Regions from separate parts of the Rattus norvegicus genome. Here region 2 is linked to region 1. The links are chromatin contacts, called in public Hi-C maps. All regions are on one chromosome and are shown on one strand. Each heading gives the region's core, a stretch centred on a gene start, on an enhancer-like site or on the middle of the called end of the contact. The rest is flanking DNA. Distances are from core to core; before and after follow the strand shown. Region 1 overlaps Osbpl3 (oxysterol binding protein-like 3). Region 2 holds the start of Osbpl3 (oxysterol binding protein-like 3).

Evidence for each region. Hi-C and Micro-C count contacts between places; a contact is called where the count stands out from the background.
Region 2: a Hi-C map of kidney shows a contact between it and region 1, with 1.8 times the contacts expected there. The contact joins the promoter of Osbpl3 here to the enhancer-like site in region 1. A contact is called at or near these places in 2 of 12 Hi-C or Micro-C datasets (frontal cortex and kidney).

The regions. Positions count from the first base shown.
Region 1 is chr4:80,806,269-80,812,653 of GRCr8, reverse strand. The region is part of intron 2 of Osbpl3 (oxysterol binding protein-like 3); the gene reads left to right. Among named protein-coding and RNA genes, the nearest start is that of Osbpl3, 45 kb to the left of the region's middle. Within about 2 kb of position 2,278, at least 1 of the 93 cell types and tissues checked has an H3K27ac peak or open chromatin away from gene starts, as enhancers often do. A contact at or near this core is called in kidney, where this site is marked.
Region 2 is chr4:80,850,198-80,856,582 of GRCr8, reverse strand. It overlaps Osbpl3 (oxysterol binding protein-like 3), which reads left to right and starts at 2,414. Exons shown (of 24, transcript NM_001427811.1): 1 at 2,414-2,772. It overlaps LOC120102268 (a long non-coding RNA gene), which reads right to left and starts at 2,369. Exons shown (of 4, transcript XR_005503558.2): 1 at 2,254-2,369.

The sequences.
Region 1 (6,385 bases), core at 1,029-3,528:
TGTGCATGTGTGTGCGCGTGTACTCATGGAGGCCAGAAAAGGGCATCAGGTCCCCTGGAGTGGAACTACAGGTGATAGTGAGCTGCCTGGCATGAATGCTGTGACCTGAACTTGGTCCTTGCTATAACAGTAGAAGTGCTTGTAACCACTGAGGCATTTCTCTAGTGGCCATGTAGCTTATATCAATGTTAAAGTTTTAGGCAGTGTTCTACAATCTACTCAGAAACAGTGACTCTTAGATACTTTCCCTCTTCCATGGGTGGAGAGGGAAGTTATGTGGTTAGATGTTTACTGCTCTAGTTGGTGGCATAAATTTAGGAGAGCAGTGTAACTTTAATTTTTTCAAAAATGTGTTAATTTCCTTTTTAGCCCACTATCCACCAGAGGTAGTGGGAAAGAAAGGACACAGGGGAAGTGGACCTGCTTAGAAAGGTTCTTTGGAGCAACTTCCATTTGTGCTGTCTGGAAATCATCAGTTCAGTTCACAGGTCATCAGCAGCAGCTCGATCCACTCACAAACACTTCATGGATAGAGTCGGGATAGCAAACACGAATCACCAGTGGTGGCACTACTTCTCAGAGACAGCCAGGCCTCAGCCTCAGCTCGAGTCAGCAGGATGGGCCAAAGGAACACCAGGAGAAGTTCTCTGCCGTGCCTCTCTCAGGGAAGCAAAGATCGGTGAAGACACAAGACCCATAAGTGTTGCACAGCTAGCTGTACCAGCAAGCCAAGCTCTGTCTCCATCACTCTGTCCCGTTTATATCCACCAAATACCACGTGTTTTTGCCTTAGCACATATCTTGTCTCAGCTGACATCACTCTGCCAATCAGCCAGAGTCTGAGGAAGTGTCAAGAAACTGCAGCATACCACCAGAAGGCTTTTGGTGTGTTTCTCTCTATGGTGTCCCAACAAATGGAGCTCAAGTATACAGTGTAAGGCGGACTAATACATGCGTGTTATTAATGAAGAATCCTTTTTCACGTGTTTTTTCATGTGCTTGCTTTAGCAGGACTTCCTCTCTCCTGTGTCTGCTTCAGCTAAATGTTCCTCCAGGAGTCTCCCTTAGTTTTTCACCTATGTCCACTTAAACTAAACGTTCCTTCATGTGTTTGCCCCAGAAGAACACCATCCAACTGACTTTCCAAAGAATCCTTAAGTTTCCACTTCAGAGTGAGCGGCACCTGGAAATGAGACGGACTGAAGTCTCGTGTAATAGCCAACTGTATTCAGAGTATCAGGCAGTTTAGACTCTGAGGGTTAAGAAGAATCACACGAATGAGGTATTCAATCACAGGGACAGGCCACATATGGCAAAAACATGCTTTTCCGTAGAGACACATGAATAACAGCAGCTGAAGGAAACTCACTCCTGTCTGCTACACCAGGAAGAGCACAAAAACACATTCCGAGAACAGTTCTGTGTTTTGAAGAAACTGAGGTCCCAAGTTTCCTGTTTTCTTGGAGTTTTTCTCACAAGCACTCAGAATTCTCACACAATTCTATTCTTGGTTTGTGTTCCAACCATTAGAAATAAAACAGTATGCTCAAATATGACTTTGAGAGTCATATCATGTGAGTCACTGTGCAAAAGTTCTGCTGTGAACTGAGCGTGTGTGACTTCCCAAGTGTGTGTCCTTAGGAGCATCAGAGGGCAAAGGCATCAGCTGGGAAGGCAACCCCAGTTCCGTGAGCTTCCAGTACAGCTCCACAAATCTGTAGACATTGGAGTCATCCTGGAACTCACCATCCGGAATCCCATGTTCTCTGCTTTGACTCAGTTTTGGAAGGAGGATAGTGAGCAGTCACACCCCGCATGCCTCAGTTCTGCTTTTACTTTCTAAATTCCATTTCACAGACTCACAGGAGCTTCTGAAGGGACCTTGGGGTCTTCAGTCCAACAACCGTGGATGGGCTGCCCCTCCTCCAATGGCTTGACCATCTCAGGGTTGGACAATCTCCAGCTTTGTCTGGAGATCCCCGGGCATTGCTAGGAGTCGGTGGTCCAATGTCCTGTAGTGTAGGACTGTCCTCTTTGCTGTGGTGACTTAAAGATATGGCGGGATCATGATGTGATTGGAGGAGCTGTTGTTCTCATCCTGAGAACAAACCAAAGAGCCCGTTTTAGAGGACGGTTGCTTGGTAGGGAAAAGAGAAAGAAGACAGACCTTTGGAATCTGACCCAAAGCTGAACCCAGAGATGGAGTCTAGTCTATTCCTTTCCCTCTGGCCTCTCACCCCTCACACTTGCTGACAGCGCTTGAACCCGGAGCAGGCGAGAGCATCCAGGAGCTGAGCAGAGGAGGGCCCTGTGTACCTTGAGAGCTCCCTTGGACACAGGTAGCCCACACAGGCAAATGAAGCCTTCTGTTGCTTGAGAGTCCAAAGTCTTACAACTGTTCTCTGGTTCTTTTGTTTAAAGAAAGATCTCTTAGTTAAGCTTAGCCTTTTTAATTAAAAGAAAGCATTCGCATCATTTCCCTCATGGGAACTCACAGCTAAAATACAACTAAAGTTTTTATCCAACCACCTCTTCATATTAAAAAAAAACTGAGAAATTTACCTCTTCACATACTCTGGTATTTTATTGTATTTTTTTAGTAGCCATAGTAGGGAAGCGGGTAAGTAAAAGGACATGTGATAGAGAATGTTTAAGCTCTGGGCTTAATCCTCCGCTCTAGAAACCAAACTTCTAATCCTGGAAGTCCCCTCCCTAGACGAGAGGCAGCCCATGTATACTCCGGTTGCCTCTGAGAGAGCATGACAGGCATAGCTGTGTGTGACTGGTTTGTAAAAGGTTCTGTGGATTCTGCCTACTGCTCTTGGGACACTAGCTCTGGGGAGGCTGGCTGACATGGAGAAATATAACTTCCCTCAAAGAGATGCCCGTGTAGGAGACGCCGCTTGTAGCCACTTTAGCCCATAGCCCGGCTAAGGTCTCAGTTCCTATCATCAAGGAGAAGGGTGAGGGAGCTGTCTCAGCCAGCCATCCACCTGAGTCTGCAGAAGACTCCAGCCACGCCTGGAGAAGGGTTATAGTTTCGTGGGAAACCCTGACTCAGCATTGTCCAGCCCAGCTGTTTCTGAATTCTTGAGCTTCAAGTTATGAGCCAAGTAAAAATGGGTTGTTTCAAGCTATGTTTTAAGGTACTTTGCTCCTTAGTAACTGGAGGACATGATGTGCTAAGAAATAAAAATATTTAAAGTCAATGGTGTCGCAGTCTGAGACATAGTCTGTGCCTTGCTTTGTTTCTGAATAGTTAGATTTGAACCTTATGAACAATGAACATTTTCTCCCTTTTCAGTACTAGGGCTAGAATCCAGGTCTCTCATGTGCTAGACAAGTGCTTATTAACCCAACAAGCCCGCCCCCTGCTGAAGGAACTTTTGGTCAATTACCGAGGCTACTGAGGATGCTAAAAGCAAAGATGTAAAAACACCGTAACAACACAGGAAGACTGGAAGCCCCAATAACCGGACCCTCTTCTTCCTCGAGAAGAGAAGGGTGCAGTCTCTCCTCTCCCTGCACTATTTTATATGTGATGGTTTGAATGTGCTTGGCCCAGGGAGTGGCACTGTTAGGAGGTGTGGCCTTGTTGGAGTAGATGTGGCCATGTTGGAGGAAGTGTGTCATCGTGGGCGTGGGCTTTAAGACCCCAATGCTAGCTCCCTGGAAGCCGGTCTTCTCCAGTTTGCCTTCAGAACAATATGTAGAACTCTCAGCTTCTCCTGTTTGCCTGGACACTGTCATGCTTCCCGCCCTGATGATAATGGGCTGAACCTCTGAACCTGTAAGCCAGTCCCAGTTAAATGTCCTTATAAGCGTTGCCTTCGTCGTGCTGTCTGTGCACAGCAATAAAACACTAAGACGAGATCCAAAGGGTTCTACCACAAATTAGCCAGAAAACTCTACAAAGGCATGCAAATCAGGAGGCTCAAGCCTGGGAGATTCATATCTGAAAAGCCACCAAGTATCTGACAGGTGTCACTTCAAAGAACTACTGGGAGCCATTGGCCACTGTGGTGCTGGAGGCAGTCGTGTGGCCAGGCTAAAGGTGGGTAAAGTAGGACAGTGGCCTAAAAACAGTGTTGAAGTTTTGCTGCCCACATATCAAAGTGCAGAAAGTGTGGCTGAACATAGGAGCAGATGTAGGGTTCCCTGCTCTGAGGACCTGTAGGCTGATGGAGGGCCCACAGTCAGAGCATCCTACCATGTGGATGAGGAGACTTGCATCGAAACTCTCCATGATCCGTACATCCTGAGTGCCTTCAGGTTGTGTTTTCCCCCAGCTGCCAGGAATTGTTTCACTGTATCTGAACGCACCACTTAAGACACGTTAAACCACATCTGAAGTCACTGTTTTCATCCTCTGGCTCTCCGGTGCATGCAGAATGCCCCAGCAAGCATCTGGTGAATGCAGGCTTTGTGTCTGACCTTACTCGAGGTGCTGGGTGAGACCAGCCTAGGGTTGGTTTCTGTCACAAATGTGTCCTCCATTCTGAGGTAACACTTGGTGTTTGCTCAGCCCTCGTGGGATGAAGAAACATGGCGATCCTGAGGCAAGGCGGCCAGAACACAACTCGAAAACAATTCTGTCCTTAAAGACTGACTGTGGTAGAGAAAAATCTGGAACCTGTGTTGGGGGAGAATGGTTAAAGTTACAAGGAGGTGCTTCTGTTATTATTTTGTGTTTTAGATTAACTGGTTAACTCAGACAGGGTCTTTCGCTACAGCTCAGGCTTAACTCAAACTGACCTCAGACTCAAAGCCATCCTTCTGCCTCCGCCTCCCAAACTTCTGTGAATACCTGTGTGAAGCACCAACTTCGGTTTAGACGGTGGTGTTTATTCATCTTGGGGAAAAGGAAGAGCTGCCACTGAAGGATACCCTGAGATGTGGCTGGTTCTGGAAAAAAAGTGTTTTTCTCTCGATTTGTTCTTTGTAAAAGTAACCAAGCCTTCGGCAGTCTTCACTATCAAATATCCTGGCGGATGGTTCTGGACTTACTCAAATACAGAGGGGACAAAAACTCTAACCTTGGAATTTGTGAGGAGAAAGAAATTAGATGTTGACCCTTTGGGGCCAGAATTATTGCTGCTTGTATTGTGGTTTGTCTTTTCTAGAATAGTGCCCTGAGCTATTCATTTAAAGTGTCACCGTCTTCTTCCTGGAAGTGGCCTAAGAAGAAAATAGCTACTCTCCTAACCCAGAAAACCCCAAAAGGCATGCAAATCAGGAGGCCCAGGGCTGGGAGATGCATATCTGAAAAGCCACCAAGTATCTGACAGGTGTCAACTTCAAAGAACCACTGGGAGCCATTGGCCAGCGTGATGCTGCTGGAGGGCAGTGTGGCCAGGCCAGAGGAGGGCTAAGCAGGACAGTCACCTCAAAACAGTGTTGAAATCTTGTTGCCCAAGTACCTAAGTGCAGAAAGTGCGGCTGAGCATTGGGTGCGGATGTGGGTTCCCTGCTCTCAGAATCCTTCGACCTGGTGGGCCCAGTGACACTTATGGAGCCCAGAGCTTAGTGCAGATGTGAGTTCCCTTGGCTACGCTGGGATGTTCCTTACCAAAGAGGAGCAAATCGTTGCTAAGTTAGAGGAGCTGGTTGCACAGAAAAGATGCCTCAGACGAAACAAAACTTATGGCCCAGGAATAAATTCCTCACAAACTAAGTGGAAAGAGGAGTAAACCTGAGTGGAAATGAGTGAATTTCTAGTCACCATTGAAGAGAAAATAAAAGCGCCTCATGGTGAGGTTCTGAGCCTTGTCAAGTGAAAACACAAATGCTAATTTGTAGTACAAACCTTTGGATAGGAGAGTGGCAGGAGAAGACGTGTGCACACTTCCTGTCTTGAGGAGGAAGAGTCAGGTTATTGAAAGGGTTGGGTCTTTCTGTGTCTGCACCGCAGCGTCCTTCTCTTAGCATCATCACAGCTTCAGTGACTGAGGCTACATCTAATGCAACGAGAAAACCAGCTCTGGCTGGTCAGTGTCGTTGTTATAACCTTGCTCTTGTAACCAGAGCTGCACACCACTGTCCTGGTACAAAGAACCCTAGTTTTTGTATCTTTGGCTTCTCTTCAGTGAGTTATCCTTGTCTTTATACTGGGAAGTTTTAAATTTCTTTCTTGATTTTCATTATCCATTAAAAGACTGTTTTAAGGGGCTAGAGAAATGGCTTAGTGGTTAAGAACACACTGGCTGTCCTTCCAAGAGGTTCAATTCCCAGCACCCACATGGCAGCTCACAACTGTCTAACTCCAGTCCTAAGGGATCCAACACCCTCACACAAATACGCATGCAATGAAAACCCCAATGCACATAAAGTGAAAATAAGTCATTTAAGAAAAGGAGAGTGTTTGGGTGCTTACGGTTTATCATAC
Region 2 (6,385 bases), core at 1,165-3,664, 44 kb before region 1:
CACATATATGCAGTGGCATGTACACACATACACACACACACACACACACACACAATTGATAAATGTAAAAGAAGAAAAGCATTAAGCTAATGTAGAAAAACACTGCAAGGGGGTAGAGCCTCTGGAAAGATCAACAGCCATTTGTTCAGCTCTTCAGAGAAGAAGACTCTAGAAACTTACGAGGCAACCATTGATCTTTCCCTAGTACATTCAGATCATTGCGCTAAAATAAGATTGCGGGGAGGGGGGAGCTAATTTTAGGAATGGTAACGAGCTTTTGCAAGATAATTAACTCTGCGTGGGTTTCAACTTTAATCTTTCCCCTCTTGATTGGTAGGAGCAGAGCGCCTGGAAGTTTATTTAGAAGAGGAAGTGAAACTGAAAAGACTCGCTGAGATTCCTCTTCCTGGGAGGCAAGGCGGTTTGAATATGAACAAATCTCTCATCCTGACTTATTAACTGCCTTCAGTACTGACAGGAACACACCATCAGCTTGGGAGAAAGAGAAGAAAAATCCAAGGAAAGGATGTCAGTTTAAACAAGAAAACCATAGCTTTCTGTCCAACCTTTGGCTACCAGGCCATTTGGTGCAGGCTCTGACCTCGTTGGGTTCCGGGTAGCTATGAATTAGGCTCAACACACACACACACACACACACACACACACAAATATATGTATATGTAGTTCTGTAATTGTGTAATCTGGAGTATGAACTCTGCAGATGATAAACATAGTTTACAAAGTCCAAAGGTTGACTTCCCCTGCAGTAAAGACATTTCTTTGGGATAAAAGGTCCGTCTCCTGTAGGAAAGCTAACCCAGATGCAACAAGATGATCGGGAAGTGGGGAGAGGAAAAGAGGAAGAGAGGATGTCTTAAGAAAGAGTTACTAGAAGGGAGTGTGACTCAGGCACCTGAGCTGGGCGTGGGCAAGGTGCCTCAGGCCTGCTCCTCAGTTGGTGCTCCTTCCTGTTTGCAGCAGTTTAGGAAGCCCAGCACCATTCATACTAAGATCACCAACCAAGTGCTAGGGGCTCACAACATTTAGAGAATCTGCCTTAGCCAGACTTCCCTGGCCACCTGCCAGAGCCAAAGCAGACAGTCCCAGAGAGTGTATCCGTGGAAGGTTCCAGAAAGTGAATATCCAAATGTAGTGAATGAAACGTGGTTTATATAGATGTGGGAAAGAGCCTCAGACACATTAATTCAGGGTCAGACTGGCAATGTCAGTGGCGGTTGGTAGCCGGCGGCTGGTTTATGTACTTGGCATTCTGGAACATCTAGAGTGTCAGCTGAACCAAAGGAGTCAGCATGCCCAGTTCGGTGAGGAAGGCCAGATGGATCTTAAAGGGGTTTAATTCTTACCATCCGCAGTTCCTACTGCCTGAGAGCTGCCGAGTTCTTCCTCTTTTGGGAGGACTTTGGGAAGTCCTCCTAGAGGCCTTCAGGGGCTACTCCCATCACCCATTCCTTCCAAAGCTCTCTGCATGGCACTGTCTCCGTGCTAACAGTTCACCAACGTTTTCCTGATTATGTATGTATGTATACTCTCTTTGGTTTATCGTCTGCTCCCTCTCTAAAATGTAGGTTCTGAGAGGGCAGAAACCCTGTGTGCCTTTACCGCAGGTGCAGGGTCCCATCTGTTCCTGGCATTTATCATTCTCTGCCCACCGGGCCACCTGCGGCGCTGGACTCATGTGCGATTTGCAAATTGACCTCAAATTATCAGTGACTGGCGTCCAAGCTAGGATTCTGGCAAGTGGGCAGTGAAGTCGGATGGGCCTGGACCTCTAGCCAGATGCTCCTGCGTTTCGTAACTACATTGTGTCTTCTTTTCTAGTTCATGAACCGGGACTGTAACAACAACAACAACAACAACAACAACAACAACAACAAAAACAAAAACAACAACAACAACACCTTTCTCCCCTCCTGTCTCCTCTGTAACCCCTCTCCAATCTAGAAAACTGCTTCTGGGGGGCCAGGTCCCTAGTGTCCGAACCCAGTTTTAGACATCTTGTGCCTAACCCCCTTGGCTCACACACATTTCTCCTTTATTCTCAGCCCTTTTCAGTGTTCAGGTGATTATTGTCCGTTGGACTACTTGAGTCCCCTGGAATCTTCTCCTTAAAACAGCTCCTTCTGCGCGAACCTCAACTTCCTCCTAAGTCATTCAAAAAATATTTACTAAGAGCCTAGGGGCGCACACAGCCCTGGGATGCTGGGAGCCGCTGCCCCGCCCAGCCACACCTACCATCACCCTCCGCCCCTGCACACGCCCTGAACCCTTGCTGGCGTCACGGAATCCGCCTGCAGCTTCCAAGTCCAACGCCTCACCGCCTTTCCCGGATGACTCCTGATTGGTGGGAGTGGGAGCCACTCTGCTGCCCCCCGCCCTTTTCATATTGTTCCGCCCCGTGGAGAACTCAGGCTCCTCCTCCTAGCTCCCTCCCCTCGCCCCAGCTCTTCAGCTAATTGCCCGGCAGCGCGCGCCCTAAAGTTCTAGGCAAAGTATTGAGAACTGGTCGCCGGATCGCACACTGGCCAGTGGCACGGGACCAGGGACCCCAGCACCAGGAGAACTGGTGCGGGGCGCGGGCTCCCGCCCACCATCTGTCGACAAGCAGCGCTCGGCGCCCCAGTCTCCTGCGGCTGGTTCTGGAACTGCCGTCGGCTGAGACTTGCTTGGGACCCGAGAAACCGGGTTTGTGTCCTTCCCGGTCTGAAGCAGGCACAGGGGAACCGAGCAGTGTCTCCAGCAGTGAACACTCAGGTGAGCAACAGGGCGTCCGCCAGGCTGGGGTTGAGGTGTAGTGGGGGCTCCGGGAAGGTTCGGGGATGCAGCCATTCTCTAGGGTTCAGAGTGTGTCTGTGGTGATCCCTGGAAGCCCCGGTCCACGGGGCAGACCTGAGACTAGGAGGTCGCCTGCGGTGGGTGTAAGGGCCAGTTTTCTGTGATGAAGCACTCTGGCGTTGCTCATCCTGGAGTTACAGCCTAGCGGGGATGGACCGGGAAGGAGAGGATCTTAGGAGCCTGCGTGCGGGTGCATGAGGATGCCGCGCAGAGGAGCTGTCCCGGGCACAGCCTGGCGCGGTGCCGGGGCGGGAGGCACAGGAAACCTGTTTAATTGGGCCAGGAGGGAGGCTTTACCACATCCGAGAGCTTGGAGCCCGGCGGTGCAGGCACCTCGCTCTTCCGCCTCCCCAGCCAGGTCACAGCGCTCCACCGTGTCTAAACTGGGACCGAGAGCACCCTTCCCTTGGGGCTTCAAGCACTCAGCGGGCGTTTGCTGCCTCTGGCGTCGCCCGTGGCATTGTCTTGTGTCTTTCAGACACTTCTTAACCAGCCTTGTGCCTCCCAGACTGTTGGAGCTGAGAGGGACATAAAGTTGTTTCTCACCTTGTCTCTGGGTACTGGGCTGGGGCATTGGAGCCCCCTCGGATGTCGCAGTGTCCTAGGAATCTGATTACTGGATGAGGACCTTTAGGTACTGTATTTTATTTACGCTGTACCTGCAAAAGATGGTTTCAGAGACGGGCAAGCATAGGTCTGACTTTAGGTCATGCACACTCAACCCTTAAAGCATCATAGAAGGTGAGGACCTCCTTTTGGCCGCCGGAGACCTTCAGACAGATTGCAGTGCATCCAAACTAAATGTCCATTCTCCCCATCAACTCCACACTGCACTGTTTGCAGCTCTTCACAGTGCTTAAAGCTGCCTGGAGTCATCTGCTTGCTTTTTCCATCTACCAGCCTTCTTCCGCTGCTAGGATGCAAAGTCCTGGGAAAACAGAGCCCAGGTCCTATTCCTCGGTCTATCTATCCTCAGTGTTAAGAATGCAGCCTACCCACACTACACACTACACATTTATGGAATGAGTAAACGTTAACGTCTTCATAATCCGAGAATATTGATTTCACAGCTGGTTTGGATTTTCATCTTTTTTTCTTTTTTTTTAATTGGGAAAATTAATAAATGGCAGTAACTCGTGCTGATGAGCACCCACTAACCATCAAGGTGTTTGCTGGGAGCTTTGTGCATATAGATGATCACTGACATCATAGTAGTTTGATTAGCTAGATTTTTTAAAAGTCTCCTATTTTAGATGTATTGTGTGTGTGTGTGTTCACAACCTCGTGCGTGTGCATACAGGTGTGTGATGGTTAGAGGACTTTAGGAGCCCCCCCCCCCCCCCCCGTGGGATCCAGGTATCAGGCTTGCTAACAGCTGCCTTTTACTCAAGGACCCGTCCCTCTGACCCAAGCTACACATTTTTAACATTTAAGGCTCTTGTGGGTTAACCAGTTGTCCTAAGGTTATCTGGGCAGTACTATGACTCTAGCCTCTTTTTTATTATGAAGAGTTACTTATTTTTAAATAACTAATTAATTAATTCTATCCCAAATGATGCCCCTTCCAGCCACTCCTTTTTTTTTTTTTTTTTTTTTTTTTGGTTCTTTTTTTCGGAGCTGGGGACAGAACCCAGGGCCTTGCGCTTCCTAGGCAAGCGCTCTACCACTGAGCTAAATCCCCAACCCCGGGTTAGTTACTTCTAAGAGATGAAAATATGGTTTCCACTTTCACAGGCAGTGGACATGTTGTTCCGCTGAAAGAGTCACCGTTTAATCCCTGAGATCCATTTTCGGTAATGACTAATAGTTGTAGGCCAGATAATAGCAGACTGCACAGGACGAATTATGTCATAATCTTGACAGGCTCTGTCACCTGAGGAAACTACAGCTAGGTTCAGGAATTTGCCTTGGGCCAGTAGCACTTCCCTGAGTTCTTCCTTATCTCTCTGACTCTAAACCCTTAGCACCTTCCCTCATACTCTGATGTCTCTTGTCCCACTGTTTAATCGGTGTTAAGCCAGTGACGGAGCCCAGTGGTAAGATGTGCTAATGATATTGGAGACTGGGCTGTAAGCTTTGTGGTGCCTGCATCACATGTGTCAGATACACTGTTTCTGAGTGGTGCAGGGTCCCACTGCATTGGTTTTTGTGGTTAAGTACATGGTTTGTGAGCCTGATCCATCAGGGGCTTTTAGTAGGGAGGAAAGGATCCCCTTTCATCTGGATCTGGAAAGGAGTCAGGCTATTCCTCCCCCATACCCCCCACCCCTGTGGTAAATGAGCTCCCAGTGCCCATCTCCAATCCTTTTGGAAAGTGCTGGAAAGCTTTGCCTCAGATGCAGAAGCCACTCACCCCAGAAGGCTCTGAGGTGACTTTTCCGTAAAGAGCATTTAGCTCTTTCCACCCTTGCGTGTGAAGCTGAGGTTGTGGAGAGATTTGGAAAGAGATGGTATGATTGCCTGCTAAAGGGCCTAGTTAGCAAGGAGGGAGGAGGAGGGCTGTGGGCATCCCCTCTTCCTTCAGCTTCCAGACAGTTTTGGGGTAATACAGTTCTCCCTGCATGAGGGTCTGGATAACCCATCACTTGATTTATAATGTACTTCTTGGCAGGGCTACCTTTTCTTAATTGACATTTCCCTTTCATGAGCTCTGGGGAGGGCTGGATTTGAATGCTCTGGAAGTGAGGGGGTTGTGAGACATCAGGGCCTGGTGGGAGCTGTTAAGCTGAAAGCACTTTCCAGGCATGACTGAGAGCCACGGTTTCCTGCAAACCCCAGTTCTGCCGGTTTCCTGCAAACCCCAGTTCTGCCTACATCCACGCATTCATCAGTTTGCTCTAGAAACTTCTCTCTTGCCTTCTCAGTTACAACTGTTCAGGCCGCATTCCTGCTTCCCTCCACCCTTGTCTCAGGATCTTGCTTGTGTTTTTGTAGCCTCCTCTTTCGTAGCCTCCTTGGTGCCTTAGTTAAGGGATATCACTCTGCCCTAACATTGTGTACAGGTGGATTTGCCTTCTTTTCTCTTGTCTAGCTTGTGTAGTCAGCCAGACTGTTTAAGAACTGTCATTGTTGCATTCTAGAAAATTCCTGGGTGGCTTTTCGAGTTACTAACAATATTAGTTTAGCAGCACTTTGAACTTGAGGTGGAGAGCCCTGTCATGGATGTTGGTATCACCTCTCTGCTCTTTACAAGCCTCATCAGAGCCTGTGAGTTGTGCCTCAGCGACCAGGTGTACTGCAGGAAAGGCTCGGTTCTGTTTGCTGTTACTAAACGTTGGAGCTGAGGGTCAAACCCCACGTCCTTCCACTGCCCAGTTAGCGTAGACTCCTGAGCCCGGCTCGGATTTGGGGTCTTGGAGATTCAGCCTTGCTTTCGCTCCAGCATTTGTGGTCTGCGTGCTGGTAACCTGAACCTCGTCACCAGAACGCTTGGTCTTTCATGCGTGCCTGTTGCCTTCAGTGCTTTCTCACTGCCGTACTCTCTGTAAGAACTGTCTTAATCAGGGTTTCCATTGCTGTGAACAGACACCAT